Linked DNA regions of Mus musculus: region 2 is linked to region 1. A link is a contact called in public promoter capture Hi-C data. All regions are on one chromosome and are shown on one strand. The core of a region is the stretch at or near the end of the contact, and the rest is flanking DNA. Distances in the headings are between cores, read along the strand shown. Region 1 holds the start of Calcr (calcitonin receptor). Region 2 has its middle 100 kb from the start of Bet1.

The links. Promoter capture Hi-C pulls out the DNA fragments that hold promoters and counts their contacts.
Region 2: a contact with region 1 is called in a promoter capture Hi-C map of stem cell-derived epiblast-like cells, with 2.4 times the contacts expected there. The contact joins the enhancer-like site here to the promoter of Calcr in region 1. A contact is called at or near these places in 6 of 39 promoter capture datasets (the 3T3-L1 cell line, embryonic stem cells, hippocampal neurons and 2 more), 1 of 484 Hi-C or Micro-C datasets (frontal cortex), 1 of 115 datasets of contacts at active chromatin or transcription factors (embryonic stem cells) and 3 of 9 other capture datasets (adipose tissue, embryonic stem cells and liver).

The regions. Positions count from the first base shown.
Region 1 is chr6:3,761,306-3,767,291 of GRCm38.p6, forward strand. It overlaps Calcr (calcitonin receptor), which reads right to left and starts at 2,318. Exons shown (of 16, transcript NM_001377018.1): 1 at 2,286-2,318; 2 at 1,917-2,103. Gm33576 (a long non-coding RNA gene) reads left to right here and starts at 2,494. Exons shown (of 4, transcript XR_377297.1): 1 at 2,494-2,751.
Region 2 is chr6:4,189,108-4,194,676 of GRCm38.p6, forward strand. No RefSeq gene overlaps it. Among named protein-coding and RNA genes, the nearest start is that of Bet1, 100 kb to the left of the region's middle. Within about 2 kb of position 2,089, at least 3 of the 459 cell types and tissues checked have an H3K27ac peak or open chromatin away from gene starts, as enhancers often do. A contact at or near this core is called in stem cell-derived epiblast-like cells, where this site is marked.

The DNA of each region.
Region 1 (5,986 bases), core at 1,068-3,567:
ATACCATAACATTAAAAGCATTCCTATACAGCTGTCTTCTGAGATATAGCTGTCTTCTGGAGAGGCTCTGCCAGTGCCTAACAAATACAGAGGTGAATGCTCTCAGCCAACCAGTGAACTGAGTATGGGGTCCCCAGTGGAGGAGCTAGAAAAGGGACAGAAGGAGCTGAAGGCGTGTGCAGTTCCATAGGAGGAACAATATGAACTAACCAGCACTCCCAGAGCTCCCAGGGACTAAGTCAGCAACCAAAGAGTACACATGGAGGGACCCATGGCTCCAGCTGCATATGTAGCAGAGGATGGCCTCCTTAGACATCAATGAGAGGAGGGGCCCTTGGTCCTGTGAAGGCTTGATACCCCAGTGTAGGGGAATGCCAGGACAGGGCAGCAGGAGTGGGTGAGTTGGTGAACAGGGGGAGGGAGGATGGGATAGGGGAATTTTGGAGGGGAAACCAGGAAAGGGGGTAACATTTGAAATGTAAATGAAGAAAATATCTAATAAAAATAAATAAATAGAAGCATTCCCACTTTGTCCTTAACAGCAAGTCAGCAAGCTTGACTATATAAAATATTTGTCTTTTATCATCATTTCAGACAGTGATACTTGGAGACTGGGCTATTTAATATTGGTTTCAGTACCTACATGGTTAACCTATAGTTCATTTTAAACCATTTTTTTTCTCAGATACCCATGAATTTCAATAAATATCAGTGGACAGGCTCATTCAGAGTCATTTCCAACACAATGGTGGCCATGGCCACCTAAGAATCATGTTTCCTTTTTCTGATTTACAATATATTATAGATGAAGTATATAGATTTACAATAGGTCATAGATTAACATACTATTAGATTAAAGGTATCATCAAGAACTCTTAGGTAGATTCCAGAGGCAAAGCTTGCAGAATAGGCGGCCATTCTAAGTGCACTTTTTTGATTTTTGACTTTGCACCATTTTAGACCTCAAGGTAAGTGACCTCTTGACCTCTTAATTAATTAATTAATTGACCCCTAATTTACTTTATCCACCCTGTCTTAGAAAGAGCAGTAAAACAAAGGAGGCTTATTAGGAAACTATGTAAACAACAGATTTTTCTTAATAGGTGTGAAGAATGGTTGCTATGCATAAATGATTGTTGGAAATTCTGTGTAGAACATGACCAAACAAGCAACAGCATTCACCACTGTATTCCAAGACCCAGCACAACGCTGCCTAGATGCCCACATTCTTTAATTGATACCTATTAAACATCTATTAGGAAAAGCCACGACCTTAAGCCTAGAAATTGCTATACTCAGCAGTACAGGAGGCTAAAACTTTTGAGAGAAAATTCATATGAGTAATATCATAAAACACCCACAGAACCAGAGAGCTCCACAACACAAAGGTATAAACTATCACATCTTCCAATGACACTTTTTTTTCTTAAGCCATGGTAAAATGAAGCAACCGAGACTAAGCCGACCCTACAAGAACACCTCTAAACATCACAGTCAAACTACAATTTTGCAATAAAAAAAATCCACAAAGTATCAGCCAGTCAAACTACAATTTTGCAATAAAAAATTCACAAAGTATCAACCAGTCAAATTACAATTTTGCAATTAAAAAAACCCACAATGTATCAACCAGTCAAACTACAATTTTGCAATAAAAAAAATCCACAAAGTATCAGCCAGTCAAACTACAATTTTGCAATAAAAAATTCACAAAGTATCAACCAGTCAAGTCACAATTTTGCAATTAAAAAAATCCACAATGTATCAACCAGTCAAACTACAATTTTGCAATATAAAAAAAAATCCACAAAGTATCATTCTCACTATCATCTTTCCTGGGACACTCCACATCTTTAATTCCAATCATTCCCTCCAAAAAAGAAAAAAGAAAGGGGGAAAAAACCCCTTCTTCTTACCAGGAATTCTCTTGCTGGATGTCTGGGCACAGCTCAGGTGTTCTCAGGAACGCAGACTTCACTGGGCATCTGCAGGCAGGGGATGCCAACGGCAGGGTGAGGCGCAGAAGTAAGCACCTCTCCAACCAAGAGTTGTCTGCAAGCCAGCCAGGTGCAGTCCGCCCAGAGTCTTGGGCGGCTGGCTCTCCTAGTTTAAAGTGAGAGCAAACTGAATTAGTCCTAAGCACTCCTTCTTGTCCACCTTCCAATTTCCAGACCTTTAAGCCTCCTTTATGGGGTAGGTTTAAAGCCCAAGACTGCAAAGCAAAATAGGCTCCAGGCAAGGTCCTTTTCCCGGTTGCTCTGCTCCCCAAAGCGCGGGAGCCTCACCTTAGCAGTGCCTGCCGCTGCTCGCTCCGAGATGAAGCTGTGCGCAAACTTCTCCGACTTAAGTCCTTTTCGGTGCGCGCGTCACCCGCTCCCTCCTCCCTACGCGCTGCGGCCAAGGGGGGTGGTGGGGGGAGCGGACGATCTCAGAGCCGGCCCCGCCCGGACCCTCCCTGCGCGTCAGCCCCTTCAGCCCTCGGAGGGAGGGGCTAGCAGCCGCTCCGTGCTCCTCCGGACCCCAAGCCCCAGCGGGAGAGGGTCTGCACTCGCTGCCGCTGCTCCACACCCCAAGAGTCCCCACACCCCAGCGCTCGGAGCTCCAGGAAGCGGGAGAGGGTCCCCAGTTAGACCTTGAGTAGGGAGGGAGTTGGGTGGTCGACAGATTGGGCTCAGTGATCGTAACCCGTCCCTGGAGGCAGCTTTCTGAGAGTCCAACCCCTTCCCTGGAGGATGAAAATTCCGTAGGGAGGTGAGTTTCCCAAAGAACCCTACCCCAAAGAGAGTGGTCCCTGGCTCCAAACGTGGTCACTCAGGTGACCGCACCAGGGACCCGATGGAGAGTGGAATCTGTAGTGGGGCGCGGCAGTAAAATTAGGGTGGGAGCGTGAGAAAACAGCTGACCAAGACCTGGAGTGCTGAGTAAGGACCCCGGAGGCAGAGGGTAAGAAAAACCAGAGGGTCCAGCAAGCCCTGGACCCCTTTGGATTTGGGCAGGTGCAACCTAAGGTGCAGGTTGGATTTGGGGGGACATTGCCCTCCACAAAAGAGGTTGTTGCTGGTTTATTATCTTAGGGTGAATGACCGAAGTGAGCACAGCTAGAAAAGAGTAGTCTGAGGTACCTACCTGACTTGGTGTTGAGGACAATTCCCCTTCTCCACTGAAAGCCAGCAGGAGCCCGGGACAATCTGATTCCAGGCGGGCGCAGTCTGGGCTGGCAGGCGCACCCTGGGAGGAAAGCAAGTTGCTTCCAAGGACGGGCTATCCTCCACCTCCTATCCGGAGCTGGGTGCAGCCAGGCATCAGCGGGCACTTCTTTTCCTGACTGTTCAAGCAAAAGCCAGGAAAAGCAGTTACCTGTGTATCCCGGGAATGCAAAGTGGCTGTAGCCCTCGAGGTGACTAACACACCAGAAAAAAAAAGTAGTAATAATAGAATGGGGAAGCGTCAGAGAGCAAGACAAAATACTTTCCTAGGCACTCAGAGGTTGAGTTTGGGTAGTTCTGGGTGACAGATTCAGGTGTCTTGTGAAAGGGGCTGCAGTTCTCCTTGTTCATCCATCCTTGGATCCCTTGCCCCTGAAGTCAGTGACTTCAGGCAAAGGTGTATGTGCTTCTGTCCTAATTTGAACCCCTACTCGACTCTTCCATGCAGAGAGACTATAGGGGCCCCTAATCTGTTTAGTTTGGGGCTTTTATTGCCCCAGTGGAAGACAAGTCAGCTGTACGATTTCCATGGGGGTCTTAATAGGTCTTAATAGGTCTTAATAGGCCCCCTACTCCATTTGCTCTCTGCCTTTCCCTCTCACCTTCAACCGGGTGACCAAGAGGGCCGAGTGAGACTCATACAATCAAACCTAAAGCACTACTCCACTGCAGGGGAAGAGCCTTTAGCCCCTTCATTTTCTGGATTGAAGTGGCAGTAATAGTTGGCCGTGTGAAATGTGACAAGGGGCCAGACATTCGGGTGAGAGGGATGTTAGCAAAGAAAAATGCAGAGCAACATGCACAAAACCTGTATGTGAACCTTCCTATTTGTACAATTAATTTGGGCTAATAAAAAATCAAAAGAGATCCTCTAAATTCACGATTTAGATGTAAATCCTGGCTGTGTGCTTTAACATCTGTCCTGGGTTCAGTAGCTCTCTGATTTTCCAGCTGCTGCTAGCCAGCCGGCAGCTGATCAAACCTTCTTTTTAAAAATTCTTTTGGTAACCTTAATTGCCTTCATGGGTACAAACGGCACAGAATTATTAAAATTGTTAATTTATCTACTATATACTATAGCAACTGCTGGGGGGCCAAATATCCAGAATTATTCTTTTGTAGCTCCAAAGCACTGAAATATCAGTGAGTCGGGGAATGACTGGTGTGAGGAAGAAAGTGTCGCTGTCCAGCCAGCACAGGGGAACTGGTTGTTGTTGACTGATCCTTGGGCATCCCACAGTATTGATAACAAACAGGAGTGTTCTGATAGCAAATTGGACGTGTTTCTGTAAAGCCACGGAGTTGTACACGACTTAGATAAAGAAAAAAAAAGTCTAAGAACTATAGAGGAAACAGCACACGTATGTTATAAAGCCTTAAAGCATGTGTGGTGTAAGCATAGGCAACTTCAACTAACTGAGGTTCTAACTGTGCCAGAAGTAATTTTGGCAAAGCAAGAAGCCACTATAGCCAGATTTTGGGGAAGGTGATGTAGCTGGAGTGGATCAGGGATGAGGCTGAGTCTCTCAAGGGGAATAAAATGACTTTGCTTGCTACATTAATTTATTAATACCAAAATTGCTATGCACCTGTTAGATGCGTTTGGAATCACAGAATTGTAGCTAACTCTGTTGCTGTCTTAATGGTTCCAGAATATTTTCTGTGTGGACCCAGTAAGTCCCCAGATGGAAAGCTGTGGATGTGGGGGCCATGAAATAGCAAAAGTATGTTTGCCCGGTGATCTAGACTTTCTGAAATCTGTTGCTTGTTCCAAAGTCAGTGTAGTGAAATGGAGTGGAACCTAGCACAGTGGAGCATGTTTGGGAAGTATGGGTGTGGTTCCTCAGAAGCTCAGTCTCATTTCCACATTGGACTGTCTGCGCTGGACTGCTGAGTAAAGAGATGGATTATAATCAAAGGTAGCATAACCTTGATTCAGGGTAAGTTGCTGCTTTTCAAACAGGATGCCTCATATTTGCAAATAAACCTTTGAATAAAACAAATTTATCTGTGTGGCATTCAGGAAATAATCAAGTTAATTGTTAATTCTATATTTCTGCAATTGTCCCTGATTACTCTTGATATCAAAGTGCTGAAGTTTTATGAAAGGTTTACTGTTCTCCTTCTGTCCCTCTTTAAACATCTTGTCTGTTAGGCAGCCGTGAGTTTAGGGAGACTCTGTAATCAATCTTGTCTTCCGTGTCTGGAGACTAAAGAACTAACTGCTTTAGAGGCAATTCCACCTCTGCCTTTAAAATTCCCCGTCTTCATTGCTCAGAGTGTGGAGTCTCGCAGTGCATGAAGTTCAGAGCTTGTCCTTTGGCTGGCTAGCGAAAGCCTGCGATCTGCCTCGTCTGCCCTTCAGCTCCTGGATTACAGGTTTGAGCTGCTGGACAAGAGGATGCTGGGGCTCTGGACTCAGCTCCTTATCCTTGTACAGTGAGCACAGTACTCACTGAACCATCTCTCTATGAGTTTGTTCTCTTTTTTAAAAATAATCTAGACAAAAAGTTTTTCTCAGGAACTTAATCTGTTCTTTTATTAATTCCTGATAGGCAAAGCTTCATTGTATTGAAATACACCCCAGATCATTATACTCCATTTAGAGCATATTTAATACTCCTTGGGTCATAATACACTGGACTAGTCACCCTGGGGTACCTAAGGTGTATAATGTGCAGTTCCGACCCCAGGAAGCCCAGAGTCCGCATACAGACACGCAGTGCTCCCTTTTCGGCCTTCTTGAACACACAACACCTGGTGATTATCCTGTATGTAAT
Region 2 (5,569 bases), core at 839-3,338, 430 kb after region 1:
CTGTCAAGCACCTAAAAGGGCAGCTGTGCACTGCACATCTGGAGCGGAACTCAATGTAGAGTGAGTTACTGATCTCCACCCACTTAGATCACTCAGATCAAATTCCTCTCCCAGCCCTCCTCATCTCTCTCACTATGCTTACTAATGTCACTGGAAAGAGTTGCTGGGTTAAGATGAGAATCACCCCCACCCCTTGTTATCACAGGGTCATTGAACACAACAGGTAACTTCCATGCTTAGAAATGAGTGTGATATAGATTATGAATTTAATACCTCCATTCCCAAAGGACCACAGTCCAGCATGCTTGGACAGCTGTTGGTTTTTCCTGCCTGATCCATGGCTGGGAAGACCAGTGTTAGACCCGTGAAGAGACTTGGTAGGAGGACCATCTGGAGGTGTACTATTGGAGAAATAGCTAGATGACATCAAGCTGGTTAAGAGACAAGAAAAGAATTAAGAGCAGTCATCCATTGTGGACAGGGTCCTGCCTACTTTGAAGCAGAGTGTAAGCACTCTTTATTCTTCCTTAATCTATAGACCTACCATGCTGCTCTTGTTGGTGATTCTACAAGCCACCACCCCAAACCCCAGGAGCTAAAGGGTAATTTGTCCCTCTCAAGTATGTAGAAACAGCAATAAGGCAATGCATGATAACTTAATTAACACATTTTCTGATAAGACAGCCTTATTTTAAAACAACAAAAAGAGGTGTGTGTGTGTGGGGGGGTGTTAATTCAGCCCTGGGAAAGCTCCTGTAACAAAACAACCAAGTTATCTGTCAGAGCTGTCAGGATGCTGCTGTCTCTTCAACAGGGATGGACGGAGAGACCCGCTGAGCAGCAGCAGCTAGATCAGGTTACTGATGTCCCTTAGTCCTCCTCATAGGACAGTGTTTGGTGGCGACACTTCTCCAACACCCTGCTCTAAAGCCTGTCTCCTTGATTCCCCTACTAGAAAGCAGAAACTGCTAAAGACAGATTTCCTCTTCATCTCTATAGTGGATCTCTTCCTTCCTTCGTTCTTTCTGTTCTCTCTTCCCTCTACATTTCAGATTGAGAATGAAGAGACAGAGATGAGCAAGAAAGCCTGAACTTCTGGAACATCTGCCATTGTTTGCAGGGCCAGGAAATGCAGTCTCTTTTAGTTCTTCCGGGTGGTGGTGGGGAATCCCATTCCCTTCGAGAGGGTGAAGCTCCTTTATAGTAAAAAGACGTCTAGGCTGGGCATTGTGGTGCTTGCCTGTGATACCAGCTGCTTAGAGGATTAGGGAGGAGGACTTGCAGTTAAAGGCCACCAGGGCTATATAGTGTTTCATGTCTCAAAAGAATAAGAGGTAGAAATATGCTCTCTCACCTCCAGCTGTTTGAAGGAATTGGAAGTCATCCCAGCCTTGGCATTGACTTATCCAGCTGACCCGATACAGATAGAGATGCTCAGCTCTGCCATTCTAAGACTCTCATGGGTGTCTCTTGTGGTGGACAGAACATTTTGAGCCATTTTAATTGGTGTTTATGACCTTTTCAAACTAGAGTTATGCACTTTTCTACTTTCATGTATCCCCAAAGGCTATTTCTATGTCTCATTTACTTCTGCTCATAAATTATTACTGTGAATTATAAATATCCACTAGAAAATGAGAGCCCTAAAGAATAATGCAAGAAGTAAGAAATAAAACTCACTGATCATACCACTAATTACTAAGCTACCAATGTTTCTGTATTTGATTCTTTGTCCCTGTTTCTTCAAGACCCACTTATACATCTTATACAATCTCTGTCTCATGCAGATGACCTAAACTACGCCGACTCAGACAGAGAAATAGGTTCTTGAACACTTTCAAACAACTAGATCCCTTGACCCACTCCTTCCTTAAGCCTCAAAGTCTCCACCATGGACTAAGTTCTAAGAGAAGTCAACACTCAATGCACTACATGCAGGACTTTCTCTCTGACTAACCCTACCTTCACATTGTCATCTTTAATCCAACATACAGTGTGGGAAGCCGGTGAGGCCATAGGCCCCGTGAAACCCACTTGTTTACTGCCTTGCCCGAGCATGCCCAGTGAGACTACATGTGTGGGCTGCCTGCCAGGCTGGACAGTTCCTCGTGATCCAGACCTGTCAGCCTATCTGTGAACGACCTAAGCTTGTGCCTGGAGTGTGTGTGAATTCTGATTGGATGAGGTGGGGTGGAGCTAGAAGGTGAGTCAGCCTGAGTAGTGAGTTGTTGTTTAGCCCTTGCCCTAGGTAGAAGCCAGAAGTAGAATAGGAGTTGTTTAGCCCTTGCCCTAGGTAGAAGCCAGAAGTAGAATAGGAGTTGTTTAGCCCTTGCCCTAAGAAGAAGATGCTGGGGAAGAGAGCTGTAAGAGAAAAAGCCCGAAGTAAAGTTGCTGCGTGAACCCGACTTGGTGTCTGTGTCGTTCGTGTTGCAGCAGGCTCGGAGGACCAACGACAATACAGGTTGATAGTAGACAAACTTGATGACCTAATAAAAGGAGAGTTTATCAAAATTCCCACCTCCTCATGTGAGAGGTGCAGTCCATTTTTCCTTCCAGTGAATGTGTGGCCAAAAGACTTCTTTTTCAACTATTTAAGATAAGGAGCAACAAGAGGGACTTCAATAAGCATTTGATTTGGAATGGTTTCCTGAAGGTTACTTTAATGGATTTGCATACTTCAGTCACAGATTAGCCATTCCTCAGCTCACAATGAATGTAAATGAGGGGTAGTTTCTAGCAGGGAAAAAATGTTCAGTCACAAAAAAAAAAAAAAAAAAAAAAAAAAAGGAGAAAAGTTGTTCAGAAGAGGACCAAGGAGGAAGCCAAGTAACAGGGAGAGGGTGGGCGGCTTCTCCGAAAGGAAACGGCGAGGGAGAAAAGAAAAAATGAAGCAATTTCAAAACCTCCAAGAGTTTGTGAAGCTTACAAAGCATTGTGCCTTCCCCTATATTTCCTGAGTGAAATTATGAATGTAGAGTTGATTAATCTATTGAAAACTCACAGTTGGGTTGGATGATTGAGGGAGCATAGGAAGTAATTGTTTACGGAGCTGGACTTACTCAGCTGAAGGGAGTAACACTGAATCCCATAGTTGAATTTACCTACTTGGTCTAGAGTTCTTTCAATGGAGTCCAACTCCTTACTCATAATTGAGTATTTTAGCCATTGTCTACTATACATTTATTTAAAATAAACTTGTATAGTTTCATCAAGCAATCAGAGCCTGTGAAATCTTTCTAATAGAAGCAGAGACATCACATGAACTCTTCTGCAATTAGTCAGACTTAATTACAGAGTGCCAAGGGTTGCCACATTATTGAACGAGGTCATCATTATGGAGACTTCTTTTTAAAGAATTTCAATACAACAATAAATAAGAAACAGTACAACCTTGAAAAAACCTAAATCACAAACAGGTGCGACAGAATCTTGGACACAGCAGTTCATTTACGCTCACTTAGGTATTTCCATCCATTCTCTTGTCTTCTTAGGGTCCATAAAACTTTCACCTAGATTTTTGAATTCCTTTCTAGCTATCTTTGAGCATTATATTAAATATCTATCATAATGCACATGATTTGAAAATTTAATAACCCGTATTTTTCAGATTAAAACAAAGACGGGAAAAGTCTCTATTTTGTCCAAGGAAGTGTTAGATCTTTAGGACCAACGTGGTGGACTTTCACACATGGAAAATTATGAGGCTACCAGACCCACCCTTGTACCTGTGTTCTACATCATCTCTGTTTCTAAAGCACAGATGAGAGAAAGCAGGAATGAGGGCATCCCCAGCCAGCACAGAAGTCAGGTGATATGAAACCCCATTCTCTGTGGTGACGAGAGAATAGTTGTGCGTTGCCATCAGTTCATACAGAACAAGCCTTGCAAATATCTAAGTTATTTACATTAGGTGTTGATAAGTACTTATAGAACCCGTGAAAAGCATCATGATACTTGTATCAAGTTTAGTGGCTATAAAACCCTAGATTTTAAATCACAGTCGCAAATTCAAAGATGCAGTTATTTTCCTTCATATTCCCTCTCAGAATGTCTAGGACACAGCACATTTTTTATTTCTGGGAATTGCTTTTTTTTTTCTCCCTTAATTGGGCTCTCTGGATAATTCTACAGGAACAAAAAGAAATAGACTCTGGAATTAGTAGCACTAAACAGGTGCAACAAGATACCATTGAAAAGCTAGTTAAACCTCAAAGGTAAATGCTGTAAGGATAAATGAAATGAGAGACGCCTCATCAAAGCCCAGATGTTGGCCAAGCAGCTCTTATCAGAGCGATCTTTATAAATGTAACAAGCTTATTTCAATGCTACCCACAGCGTGAGGCTGATTTCTATTTTGCATCGTAATAGATTATACAGCTTCAATTTCCAGTGGACATGCCCTAACATATTGGATCTCTCAAGAGACACAGCAGTGGCATTGGAAAGGAGGGCCAGAGGGCTAAGCAATATCGTGCAGTATTTAAAAGGGTTTTCTTTTTTTTTTTCCCTTCTTGACAACCAGCAAACTGTGATTACCAAGTAGAATGATCCACCACTTCCAGCCACCAGAAAAATAATAGCATCCCATTACATGTACCCACTGCAGAATGACCAACTAAATGTCTGCTGTCTGAAAGGCATGTGTGTTCACATATGCATTATTACATAACTATTTAAGTTTTTATATAGAAATCATGTTGCATGCCTTTACTTTTTGAAGTGACAAATGGGATGAGGTGGAGTTCAGAAGCTAGGATGCAGATGCAGAAAACCCTCGTAAAGAGCATGTAACAGTGCCTTCAGCCACAGTGGTCTTTAAGCAGGCACTGAGCTGAGCTTCCAAAGACACTGGTCTACATTGCTGGTTTGTTCTGAAATCCAGAACTGTCATTATAGACCCAGGAAAGCACAAGGCACACCCAAGCCAGCCAGTTAACTAAACTCAGGCTTTGTAGACAAGTTCTGTTCACTGGAGAAATTTAAATATAAAGTAGTACACAAATTAAACATTTGCTGATTATAAAACATAGATAAACTCTTTTGGAAAATAAATTAACACAATTTATTGTGTTTAGCATGTCTTAAAATACATGTTATATTTTCAGTGACAATAATGAAAAACATGTAACTGTCAAAAACATGACCATGTAAAAGTATCTTTGTAGGTTTTATATCATAAGTCACAATTCTGTGCTAGCCTGTGTCAACCAATGCTAAAGCTTCAGGCAGAAAGGAACAGTGAGTACAGGAAACTCCATTTCTCAGCAATTATTTAGAATACCTATAATGTTGCCATTTATTAAAGATGAAAGCAAATTTTCTGAGGTGACATGGCTGTGCTTGCTTGCTTGCTTTAGAAACTGCAGAAGGCAAAGCATATCCGCATCGTTTCAGAGACCATCAGTCTTTTGATTTATTGTCGCCAGTGCTGTGAGTGCCACTTTGCACAAGTACATAGTACAAAATGGCTGAAGTACGCTTAGAGCCATTTCAGAAATTATTGGATATTCTGACCTAAACATCAGGCCAAATTAATGTTGTTGGGTTTTTTTCTTAATAAGACTCAAAT